Linked DNA regions of Zea mays: all the other regions are linked to region 2. A link is a contact called in public Hi-C data. All regions are on one chromosome and are shown on one strand. Each heading gives the region's core, a stretch centred on a gene start, on an enhancer-like site or on the middle of the called end of the contact. The rest is flanking DNA. Distances are from core to core; before and after follow the strand shown.

The links. A called contact is a pair of places that touch in the nucleus more often than the background predicts.
Region 1: a contact with region 2 is called in a Hi-C map of ear, with 2.3 times the contacts expected there. The contact joins the promoter of LOC100279387 here to the promoter of LOC100383579 in region 2. A contact is called at or near these places in 5 of 25 Hi-C or Micro-C datasets (ear, endosperm, leaf and 2 more).
Region 3: a contact with region 2 is called in a Hi-C map of tassel, with 4 times the contacts expected there. The contact joins the promoter of LOC100501814 here to the promoter of LOC100383579 in region 2. A contact is called at or near these places in 3 of 25 Hi-C or Micro-C datasets (ear, leaf and tassel).

What each region holds. Positions count from the first base shown.
Region 1 is chr2:70,982,250-70,986,448 of Zm-B73-REFERENCE-NAM-5.0, forward strand. LOC100279387 reads right to left here and starts at 1,896. Exons shown (of 7, transcript NM_001152400.1): 1 at 1,405-1,896; 2 at 733-905; 3 at 423-520. The coding sequence starts at 1,774.
Region 2 is chr2:71,570,476-71,574,666 of Zm-B73-REFERENCE-NAM-5.0, forward strand. LOC100383579 (2-oxoglutarate dehydrogenase E1 component) reads right to left here and starts at 2,066. Exons shown (of 10, transcript NM_001176227.1): 1 at 2,003-2,066; 2 at 1,739-1,885; 3 at 1-1,615. The coding sequence starts at 1,497. LOC118476322 reads right to left here. Exons shown (of 5, transcript XM_035965296.1): 4 at 3,015-4,191; 5 at 2,558-2,944.
Region 3 is chr2:72,216,764-72,221,054 of Zm-B73-REFERENCE-NAM-5.0, forward strand. LOC100501814 (Major facilitator superfamily protein) reads right to left here and starts at 1,330. Exons shown (of 3, transcript NM_001401914.1): 1 at 982-1,330. The coding sequence starts at 1,323.

The DNA of each region.
Region 1 (4,199 bases), core at 646-3,145, 590 kb before region 2:
CCATGTCTGTACATTGCTACTTTCGCTGCTGACACAAGAGTGCAAGTGTTTCAAGTGTGGATGTTGCTTAACAATGTGCTGAGATGATGTGTCTCTGATCCATTCACTCATTTTCTAATTCCTAATAGGTTCAGTTCAGCGAATATGTTATTTGAGCCATATAGAATCACATACGTTCCACACACTCATCATGAATTGTTTAGTTCACAGGTCTACATACTTTTTTATTTTAAAAAGGAAACATTAGTACTGACAATAAGCAATAGACTTCAACTCTTAAAGGTACATGTTCTTGTTTTGAACAATTAGTTCGTACAGAAAAGGAGTTCTTGTTTTGAACTGGTGGGAAAATACTTGCAATCATGAAACATTGTAGGAATACTGTATTACTGTGATAGTTAGGTGAGTACCTGTTGCCTTACCCTGCAAGATCACCATCCGTTTTCCCATGCAAGCTATTGATCATCAAAGCTGTAGCTGTTCCACCAGGGAATGCAAGCTTGTAATCAATCACCATTACCTGCAATGACAAGATTGGAAATTGCTTACTAACTGAAACACTTTAACTAAGCAACGGAAGGTAAAAAACTGATGGATGTTTTGAGCAGTTGAGCTATCCTCAATTTTATAAAGCCATGTGCTGTAGTTCATTATTTTGAAACGACTGAGGCAAAACTCGAGAAGCCATCCGATGCATGCTGAAAACTTTTCCCAACCAGGAAAAAGAGGTACCTTTCGAAGCAAGACAATGCTAAATGGCCCAACGAGAGCAATGAGGAACAAGAAACTGATCATCCAGCCAAGTGAAGGATCCTTAACATCTTCGGCTCGATTACCGGGATAGTCTGGTCCCACGAGCTCATAAGTCTTCCTGTCCATAGCAAAGATGTAGGAGGCGGAGCACCCTACAAAGAATACCGATTCTCTAATTAGAGAAGGAAATCACAGTGAAAAAATGTCAGTGATGCACAACAGAAGCTGAATACTGAACAATGCATGGGCGCGGGAATGGAACAGAAGGGAGATGAGCCAGTATTGGGCTGTCGGTCGCGCAGGCCCAATCCTAGAGTATATGGATATGAGTGGGCTGAGTGAGCACCGGCTTGTAATAAATACCATCGCCATACGATGTAGATGGTTTATGAATGAAATGAAACAGAACTCCAATTTCTGCCCAACCTCTGTTAATCTCTAGCCTATCTCTTTCTCTTCTTCTTCCTTTTCCTTACCTCGTCTCGATATCGAGGTGTCAGCATCGTGGGACGCTGACAAAAAAAATGTTAAAGAAATTTGAAGTGATCAAAGCACTACGGGGGGGTTTTTTTTTAGCAAAACTTGGAGCTCTAAAGATATTAGCTGTCAATGGGGAATCCTAGTTGGAAGTAGAGTAGGGACCCGACGTACCGCTAAACGCGAGGCCGGCGCATGCTATGGCGCACGTCTGGATGACGGTGTTCTCCTGCCTCGTGAAGGGCGGCCCGCGGCCAAACCCTAGCCACCCGGCGGCAGCACGCCACGCCGCGGCGAGGAAGAAGGCGAGGAGGCCCGACGCGACGTTAAGCGCCGGTATAACCCCGACGGTGAGGTTGAGGCGGTGGATTACCACGCAGAGCAGCGCGCCCAGCGCCGCAGCCACGGCGACGCCACGGACGGTGAGCTGCTCCCTCCAAGGGCACGTGGCCTGGGTTGTGGGGTCTTGTAGGAGGAGCGGGGAGGAGACAGGGTGAGAAGCACGTGGAGGTGGCGCCGGCGGGGAGGTCTCCGCGGGCGTCATCGCCGGCGAGGAGCAGAGCCGTAGACGAGCTTTCTTGAGACTGGTCAAGCAAGGGCTTGCTCGCGTTTTCTCCCGTCAGATGTGCGATTCTTCTATCCCATCCTTTGCAACGTCGCATCCAAGATGACTACTACGATCAGAATGCCTATTCCATCTCTGAGTGCTGTAGTTGTCCAAGGAGACATCCTTTCGTTGGTGTCCCTTGTTTGACTGGGTATCCAGCATGTAGCTGCACATCTCTATAAGGGAGCAAAACTCTCTTGTAATGGCATAATACAAAATGGACTATTCTTTCATCTTGTCAACAGAACCCAACATGGAGTCAATATCCGGGGCGACGACAGGCACGCTTGCTGCTCTCCCCCCACCGTACAGCAATGTTTTTCTCTGGTGTTGGTTGCTGCAACCTCCTGGGGAAACATGCAGTTCGAGCCAAATGAAACCTGCACAGTTAGTTAATGTGACTTCCTTAGTACTGCATAGGGCAATTTGTCATCTTCAGTCCTGCTGGCAGAGGATTCTCCAAACTCTTCCTCATCCAGAACTTCTGTGTCAGTGATGTAGGAATGGTGGGGTTAGTTGAAGAAAATGTCTTGCAATTTCGACTAAAGACTAAAAAAAATATACCAGGATTTCCAGAGTAGTGGGAGAGTAACATGATAATCATGGGTATAATCCTGCAAAAAAAAGGAAAACAAATCAATAATTCTGAAGAGGAAGCAATCCACATTATTAGTAGTTTGGTATTTACACACCCATGGTTCTGCATATTCTTTTGGTAACTTCGAAGTTCCACCTGAATATGCATCGGAAACAAGGTGTTAAGGTCCCAAAATAGCAATTTGTATGGGATGGTTCGAGTCATAAGCAATGAAGATAAATATCTTTCACTGACACCTGCTGAAGAATCCTTTTTGGGCATGGGAAAATATCTTGCATAAGAAGAGTTTCCTTGTCCAAATGCAACCTTTGTACCGCTTTTTGCTGAGAGCAATGCGCTCTTAGCTAGGTGTGCAGCAGGAAAAAAATATCACTAAAATTACAAAAAAGTACAATTATAACCACCAAAACAAAAACCTTGTTTACCTTTTAGACGATGTTTAAAAAAAATATCACTAAAATTACAAAAAAAATTACAATTATAAACACCAATGCATTTTAAGACAACCTAATGCAGAAGTACGTCCCTGTATTAAATTGTGATGAATCTCCCAACCAAAACATGCAATTAAGTTAGCCAACTCAGAGCCCATCTTAACAAGTTCAGAGGCCGCTCATGCATTTAACTCTTAACAAGTTTAGAGGCCGCTCATGCATTTAACTCTTAGGTACATTTTTGGACCATACGAACCAATATGGTGTGCATCTTAACAAGTTCAAGAACCTAGAAATGTATTTTTAAAGTTTGTGGACATAAGTGACATCCCTTTACAAGTTCAGAGGCCGCTCATGCATTTAACTCTTTAGATTATAAAGCATGCGGTGAACAAAACTAGGATTCTTACACTTTTCCTCAGACTTAATTCTTGTAGAGGAATACTTGTTCTGCAAAATGAGGCAAGTTAATGTATACATCAACAAATTCTCAAATGAAAAGTTTGTAGACACAAATAACTGCCAAAAACCAAAGAGAACAATTAGTACCTGTGACATCTTAAGTTTCATCAATTACTCCTTATCCACATCTTCTTCCTTGCTCTCCTCAACTGGTTCCCTATCAAGTTACGGTAAAATCTCACTTTACATCAAAATTGTCATTTCTACAAATCTCATGTGGAAGACATCTAGGTAAGGATAAATAAAATGTAGACTGAATCACATACTTTTTGAGACAACCTTGACAAGTTTCTTCTGAGGTACTTTTGGTGAGAATTTAAGTCCCCCTTACATTTAAAAAACAACATTAGTAAGGATAGCATAGAGACAAACTATATGACAAATGAGAAATGACCAAGGAAATACCAACCTTGCGAGGAGGTGGTCCAAGGGGGCCATCTATTTCCTTATTGACTTTGCACTTGCCATCCATGATAAGAAGTGTTAAATCTGCAAAACCTGAGGAGCAGACTAGTGTGAGTAAACATCAATTTCAGCACTGCATTTATCTACAGACTCCAACCAAAATGAGATGTTTCAAATTTCTTTGACTCCAGAACGAGATTAAACATTAAGCTCCCATGTTTATCATCATGAACCAATCGGTGACAGATCCAGTATTTGTAGCTAGGGGTGGTAATGCATCATGATTCAAATGTATGTTTCTTCACGATTCGTTTGAGTCCTTAATTAATTTTAGTTCAAATAAATAGAAATAAAGTATGTTCCTGATACGATCTGATCCTTAAATTTGATAATTTAAAATTTAGAGCCCATTACCATCCCTGTGTGTAGCATGCTAGGGGTACCTTAGGACAACCTGGTAAGA
Region 2 (4,191 bases), core at 816-3,315:
TACAATGTCCACCACTACATCTGAATGAAATGTCTGTCGCCATTCTGCAGCGAGCTCACAGACATGAACCACGGCCTCCAAATCATCACCATTAACATGAAAAATCGGCGCATCCAATGCTTTCGCTACATCTGTGCAATACTGAGAGGATCTCCCTGACCTTGGATCAGTAGTGAAAGCAACCTGATTGTTGACCACGATATGTATTGTCCCACCAGTGGTGTAGTTTTCAAGGGCACTGAGATGCAGTGTCTCATACACAACGCCCTGCCCTGAGAAACTACCATCACCATGCAGCAACACACCCAAATTCTTGGTCCTGTCACGGTCATTGGAATAGTACTGTTTCGCTCTTGTCTTCCCAGCAACAACAGGATCGACTGCTTCCAAATGACTTGGGTTCGCAACCAGTGACAGATGGATATGTTTCCCGCCCCTGGTAGGCCTGTCATATGAAGTTCCAAGATGGTATTTGACATCACCAGTACCTGTATACAACCCCTCCCCTTCATTGACAGGCTTGGTACCACCACTAAACTCACTAAATATCTGTCGCAAGGGCTTCCTCACAACATTTCCCAAGACATTTAACCTGCCTCTGTGCGGCATCCCAATGACAATACTCTCTACACCAAGATCAGCTGCTCTGTCAAACATCTCCTTCATGCCAGGGATCAGAGTCTCAGCGCCTTCAAGACCAAACCGTTTTGCAGTCGTCCACTTGGTCGCCAAGAAATTCTCAAACTGTGTACTCCAGATAAGCCTATCCAGCATGACCTGACGACGATCATAAGTGTACTCCCTTGGGTTAACTGTTTCGATCCTATCCCTGAGCCAGTTGCACTTCTCCCTGTCAGGTATGTGCATGTACTCATACCCAATGGTGCCGCAGTAAGCCTGCTCGAGCCGCTCCAGCACGGAACGCAGTGTCTGCACTGGCCGGTTCTCGGACAAGAACCCAGCCATCATCCACACCCCAAGGAAGAATTCACGGTCCAAGTCTGCCTCAGAGAATCCATAGAACCCCGGGTCCAGCACATCCGGGACTGGGCGCTCCTCAAGCCCCAGTGGGTCGAGCTTGGCCTTCAGGTGGCCGCTCACCTGGTACGCCCTTACGAGCAGCAGCAGCCTCATGCTCTCCTGGATGGTCTGCCCGGAGAGGCCAGGCGAGGTGGCGGCAGCCTGGCCGACGAAGTTGCGGAAAAAGTTGTCCCAGGACTCGTCGACGGAGTTGGGGTCGGCCTCCCATGCTCGCTGCAGCTCCTCGAGGTAGACGCTACTGGTCCCGTCGAGGAAGCTGTCGGTGAGGCGCGAGAGCGGCACCGCACGGGGCGCGGGCGCGGCGAACCTGCGCGGGCGTGTGGAGTGGAAGTACCGCGCCGGCATTGCACCCGGGACGGCGCCACCGCTGCCGGCGAAGGGGCTCGCTGCGGCGCGCGAGAGGTTCCGCCGCAGCGCCAAACGAGCCAGACCGGACGCCGCCCGGAACAGCCCCATTTTCAGATCAAGGTCGCTTCACCAAAAATCGATCGCAAAATGTATGTGTCTGACTGTGGATTGCCGGAATCTAGCCTGCCATCAGTCGCCGCGCACGTGATCGATCGCACGTCCCCCTCTGCACCAGAACAGGAGATTTGATTAAGATCTCTATATAGAGAGCGGCAGGAACAACAACAAATTAGGCACCGAAATTCCAGTGGAAGGGGGCTCGTGGAAGGGAACTGAATTTCGCACGTACTGCTTCTGGGCTTCCCAAATCAAACTAAATCTCGATCGATTACGCACCGCACAGATCAATAATCACAGCAAAACTGGCATATCGGTCCTCATCCGAGATCGGTCACTCCGTACAGGGCACTGATGAACGCGATCTCTCCCCACAACCCTAGAGAATTAAGAACAATCACTAAGCTGATTCCGCAGCAAACAACCGATCGGATCACGACAGAAAACCGCGTGACGGAATCCGGCACGGAGGGCGCAACGAGCGGGCGGGGCTTACAGTGGGCGAGGTCAGCTGGAGCGGGGGAGACGGGGAGTAGAGGCCTGTCTCGCGCCGCGCTCCGGTTGTTCGGGAAAGGAGGATGGGAACGGTTATGCTTCGAGGGCGAGTTATTTGCCCGTTCACCATTATCAAAGGCGGGCTTCGCCCAATTGCCATCATGGGCAATGTGCTTCGCTACTCTGCCAGTTTCAAACAACGGTTCACAGATATAATGCCATTTGTACTTCTTCACTGACCTGGACGTTAACTCTTACACTTTAACTGACAATTATACCCTTGGCTCTTAACGTTGTTAACTGTACACGAACGAAGTTGGTGCCTAGACTGACTGCACACCTCCAAAACTGTACACGTCCAAACTGCTCACAGTTTCAGAGTTTCAAATACCCTATTCAGACCAAGCATTCACACGTTAATTGTACCCTTGGCTCTTTTCACAGTTTCTAGCGCACAGCATTCACATGCATTCAGACCAAGCAAAAAAATGCACATGTTTTCAGCAAAAAAACAGCATTCAAATGACAAAGCTGGCGCAAAGTTTTCAGCACACCAAACGACAAAATTCACATGAAATTTCAGAGGTGTTCACAGTTCAAATGACCTCATAGATGTTCACAGTTTAGACTCACTGGTTTCATATATGTTCAGAAAGCTAGATAGTAAATTTTACACACATTCGACCCATACAAAGAGTCACACAGTTCATACATATTGATTTCAGACAGGTTCAAACAGACACATTCAAATATTTGTTGTTCTTCTTCTTCCTTGGTGTCATTCACTTGCTGTCAGGTTCTTCTTCCTTGGTGTTATTTTTTTTGCAGGCTTTGCATTCTTTATTGTTGCAAGCTTTGTTGGCGACACATTCAAATATTTGTTGCTGCCAAGGTTGAAGTCAGCCTGCTCGCTTGTGCTCTCCCCAAGCAACATAGCAAGCCCCTGCAAAAAAATGAATTAGAATGCAGTTATAATTAGTTGCAACACAGATAACTTCACAAATAGTGCTGACCTTCTAGTCAATCTAACAGGGCTATCCTGTAATATTGTTTCTCTATTTGGTCTGATAGGACTTGATATGATAGCATTTGTCTCTTGCACATCTTGGTATGCATTAGCTGTCTCTTGCGCAGTTTGGTCTACAGCAGCATTTGTCTCTTCCACATTTTGGCCTCTCCTTTTTGTTGGTAGTTTGGCATTCTCTCCATACTTAGTGGTATTCTTTCGTGGTTTCCTCTTCCTCTTTTTTGTTCCATTTAGCGAACACTTGTAGCTTGTTTCTCCGTGCCCTAGCTCTCCACATCTTTTGCACTTTCTTTTTCCTCGGATCATTTGTTTCTTTGTCCCCCATTCAGCTTCTACAGCAGCCACCTTTGCATCTTTTTTGGGTTTTCCACCACCTCCACCCTCCAAACAACTTTTGATCCTAAGTTTTCTCTGTCTACCAGCAAGCCTTTTGTCCAGTGGTGCTCCAACAACAAATGGCAAGTCCACTTCAGGCCATTGTGTTCTGTCAGGAAGTGGCTCAATCAATCTTGAGTATGCTTTCCTAAACCTCTCAACAGAATAATATTCATGCACAAAGTCTTCCATGTTTACATCTACTGTTTGTTGTGCTGTGATCAAAGCAAGAGCATGTTGACAAGGTTTACCTGTTTGCTGCCATTCCTCACAAGTGCAGTGATGCAAATAAGACTTCACCACATGCCTGTTATGGGTGCTGCTACTATCCAAAATCTCTGCAGAAATGCAGTTAGCCTTAACAACAGATAGATGTCCTAATCCCCTAGTCCTTGCTTTTAATTGATGTATTATTGCAGGAAGGATCCTTCCACTAAGTCTTTCTCCAATAATTCTCCTCTTGTTCCACAACACCATTACCATCTGCCTATACTTGTCAGCAAGTTCATGTACAGGCAAGTCTTTGAAGTCCTTAATCCAATTATTGAAGACTTCTGCAAGATTGTTTGTGATGTAATCACATTTGATTTCTGGGTTGAATTCACTCCTCCTCCATAACAGTTTGTGGTTTTTGTCTAGCCAATCCTTGGCATCAGGGGAAGCCTCTACAACTTGGTTGAAAAAATACTGAGACACCTCTTTCCTATAGGCTCTTGCCGTTGGATACATCTTTGAGAAAATATCACCACCAAACCTCTTAACAAAATTATTCATCAAATGCCTGAAGC
Region 3 (4,291 bases), core at 80-2,579, 650 kb after region 2:
AAACAATAAAGCAAGACAAGGCAGAAACAAATGCAGTGCACATCATTTTCAGTTGAGCTGGAAACATGCAAATAATGATGGTAACCAGATTTTGTGCTGATACCAGTTGCCAGCCATCCACAGCAAAATCATAACTTTGAGGTGTCCGTTTATGGTGTGGCGTGAAATATGTTGAATCACTTGTTTTCAGAATGGAAAACTCGCATAGTTTACTCCCCTCTGGCATAATGTGGCACAGTCATGACACAAGAGCAGCTCCGATGTACTCCCTCCGTCCTGTCCTAAAATAAGTCTCCATCCCGCACTTCGATAAGCCAAACAATATTAACTTTGGCCAAATCTATACCAAAACATACTAGTAATATTTATGATATCAGACAAGCATCATTAGATTAATCACGTCATGAATCTTCGTAGTAAATCTATTTGAAGATAGAAATATTGATACAATTTTCTTTCAAAATGCGAGAGTGGAGACTAATTTTGGGTGTGAGGGAGTAAGCATAAATGGAGCCATGTCAAAAAAAGTAAAATCAGACCGATCTGTATATATAGGGGAAGACAAGGGGAACGCCAGGGCTGGTGTGGCGGAGGCGGAGGCCGCGCCCGCTGCCCGCATACTGAGGCTCGGCGGAATCCGACAGCCGCGCTCGTCACCCGCCCAGCAGCGGCCCTAAACCAGCGCGGGTGGAGCTGGAGCCGTGGTGGAGGTGACAACCGTGACAGGTGATGCAGACGGAGTGGAGCAGGGTCGCAGCAGACAGAAGCCACGGGGATGGGTGGAAGTGGAATGGATATGGACATGGATGCTTAATTGCTTATACATTTTTTTAAAAAAAAAGTCACTGGCATATGGGGCAGGGTAACCAAGTCCTACGTGGACCAGATATGTACACCGAAATTCCCTCCTTTTTTCTCAACTTTTTCTTCCTTTTTTCCCGAAATTTAACCAACTCCAAACAGCCAGGATCAGCAGCATACCAGCCAGAGGGGCAGCGCCGGCGCGTTCCCGGAGACGACGAGCCAGAGCCAGCCGTAGCCGAGGAAGTTCTGCGCGGCGCCGATGGCCAGCAGCGCCCACGGCGGCCACGTCGCCGAGAGCGCGCCGGCGAGGAGGCCGAGGCAGCCGCCAACGTTCTTGGCGACACCCAGCGCGGCCACCTGCGGCTGGTCGTAGCCCAGCCTGGCCTTGACCACCGGCGAGATGGCGCCGAAGATGTAAGTGGTGCCGGCCATGGACTGCATCCACATGGCCCCAACGAACACAAGCCATCGGTTCGTCCAGAACGCACGCGTCCTCTCCTCGAGCTTGCCCATGGCCATGGGTCGGGTTGCAGGGGATTTTTGCTCAGGAATGCCAATTTGGAGACAGGTCAGAGAAGGCTTTCAATCGCAGGCAAACAAGAGACGCACACGCAAGTACGGTAGACAAACAAGCGACGCACACGTCCACCTTCAGTCGACGGGTCATTAAAATTGAAAAAAAAATATCAATGCCACGGTTCACGCACCTATTTCAATAATACGAAATCTCGGACTTTATATATTGTCACAGTTCACAAACACATTTATACAATACGAAATCTCGGACTATATATATATAGATGACCAAAGAACTTGACCAAACGGACTATTGGAACTTGCGCTCTTGGGCAAGATGATCCAACGGGGGAATAAGAGGAATGCAAACAAGGTTTTAGCTTGAGATGACAATTGCTCTTTTGATTTAGCCTCTCAAGGTCACTGTACGGAGGTATTTATAGGTGCCTAAGTGACCAACGTCTTGGAGTAAGAACGCATGTGCCCTCAGGCACCTAGGTTATCCCCGGAATATTCCCATAAGCTGGGTTACAGACTATCATTACAGAAAAGCCCTTACAAATCGGGCCCGTAACACACTCAGACGCGCGGGGCCTGTTACAATGGGCCGAATTCCACGTGGGCTTTCGTGTTCGACGAGGACGCGGGACGGGGGCGACCTCGTCGTAGGCCTTCGTCTTGCAGCGTAGTGGACGAAGGGTGGAACCCGCCGATCGTTTCGCCTCCATTGGTGCAGCGAGATTGGCGAAGGCATCGAGCGAAGGGTAGCGTCTTCGCCTTCGCCCCAACATTTGCCCTCCGAGGGACCAGTTCGACTAAGTCATCTGGTGCCGAAGACATTGCTAGATGGTGGAGACGCTGCCCTCGCTCGAAGTGGTTCTGTGGGGGTTTTTGATGTGAGTGTTGACGGACGTGGTACTGTTGGACTGCGGGTTTCCCGAAGTGTCGCGTCCTGTGTATAAAAAGGGGAGCGGGGCGGCGCGGGTCAGGTTCTCTTTCTGCGCGCCGCAAAACCCTAGCCTCCTTTTTAAACCGTTCGTCCGCTCGCCTGCCCTCCTTGCTCCTGCTCATCGGAGATCTGGCCCGCGTCAAGCAGACCGCCCGCCGCCGCCGACGGTACGTAGCCATGTCGTCCTCTTCCTCATCTGTTGCAAATACACCGCCGGCCGGCGCATCGTCCGAGGACACTTTGAGCAACATGGCGACGGAGGAGTTACATCCTAGTGATACAATGGAGTTTGGTGTGTCGCGGATTTCCTCGGTCCGCATTCAGGATATGCAACAGCTTGGATATTTTGGCAGCGGAGTGGGGCGTGTCCCGGGGGCGGAGGAGGTCCCCGAGCCAGAAGGCGAGTTGGTCGTTTTTGAGGCGTTTTTCACCGCTGGCCTTCGTCTGCCTGCACATCGATTCGTGGCGGAGGTCCTGCGGAGATTCGAGGTCCAGGTCCAACAGCTGACGCCGAATGTCGTGGTGGCCCTGGCGAAGTATGTGTGGGCGACGACTTCGTATGGTGGTCAGCCCTCTGTGGAGGTCTTCGCAAAACATTACTATCTGCATTGGCAAAAGAGGAAAATTGGACATGAGATTGCACAGTTTGGATCGTGCACGTTTACGCCGAGGACCGGCAAGACTTCGATGGAAGTCGTGGAGTTGGTTCCTTACGCCCGCAATAAGTGGGGCAACTGGTGGGATTTCTGGTTTTACGTTTCCGAAGGCGCAGTTGAAGACCATCCAGGACTCCCCGTGGCTGTCATGTGCTCCCATTATTATGTGGCGTACCCGCAGTTTGAGGTGGCGGAGGATGATGAAGACGAGGGAGCCCTTCGGTGCGCTGCCCGCGTGAGTAGCGGGCGCGATTTAGTGGAGGAATTTATTGGTTATGGGGTATGGCCCTTGGCACATGGCTGGGCGCTGGGTGAAGTATGCCCTCACGAGATGCCTTCCCGGGGCGGGCAGCGGGTGCGAAGTCCGGCCTTCGCGTTGGAATTGCATGGTCGGGATCCCGCCGCATTCGTGCGCGAGGCGGAAGACGGTGCGGCGAGGATCGTGGGGCGCTATGTGCCGAAGACAGAGGGTCTGCAGAGCTGGGATATCCATGGGGCCAACGATAGATTGAATCGGGTCTTTGAATTGAACGGCTTGCCATACGGTGGTTATCCCGGGGAAGACGCCGCCGACCGCCGTGGGAAAAACCGATGGGCGTGACCGAGGAAGAGCCTTCGCAGGTGGCTGCCCCAGCCACTAAGAAGAGAAAATTAGGTACTGCAGTGGGGGGACTGGGGGTCTCCGATAGTTTTGCTAGGAAGTTGATGGGGACGTGCGTAGCCCTCGGGGGAAGGATGTCTTCGCCCGAGCTCCGGGAGTCTTCGGCGTGAATGCTGGAGGTTACCGGGGGTTGATGGCCCAAGAATGTTCCGATCCCCCGCGCGGCTGGCAAAGACTTCGTTACATCTCGCATGGCTCGTGACTTAAAGGTGTTTCCTTACGAACGGAATATTGCTGTTGTTGTGTCGGCAATGATGAACAAGGACCGTCAAGACGCCGCGCAGAAGCGCTGGGTGGTCGTCAGGATCGCAGATCCTAGGCGCGAGGCAAAGAGGGCACGAGGGAGTGCGAAGAGTGCTGCTGCCTCCGGCAGTAGCAAGCCAGTGCCGGCTGCGAAACCGGTTGTACCCGAACCCAGCAAGGCGTCGGCGAGCGCGAATACTGCCGCCTCTGGCGGAATCAAGCCTCCCTCGGGCGAACCCGCGAAAGGACGGGTGAAAGGGAATTAGGCTTACACCTATTTCCTAATTGATTTTGGTGGTTGAATTGCCCAACACAAATAATTGGACTAACTAGTTTGCTCTAGTGTATAAGTTATACAGGTGCCAAAGGTTCACACTTAGCCAATAAAAAGACCAAGAGATGGGTTCAACAAGAGAGCAAGGGATAACCGAAGGCTGCCCTGGTCTGGCGCACCGGACTGTC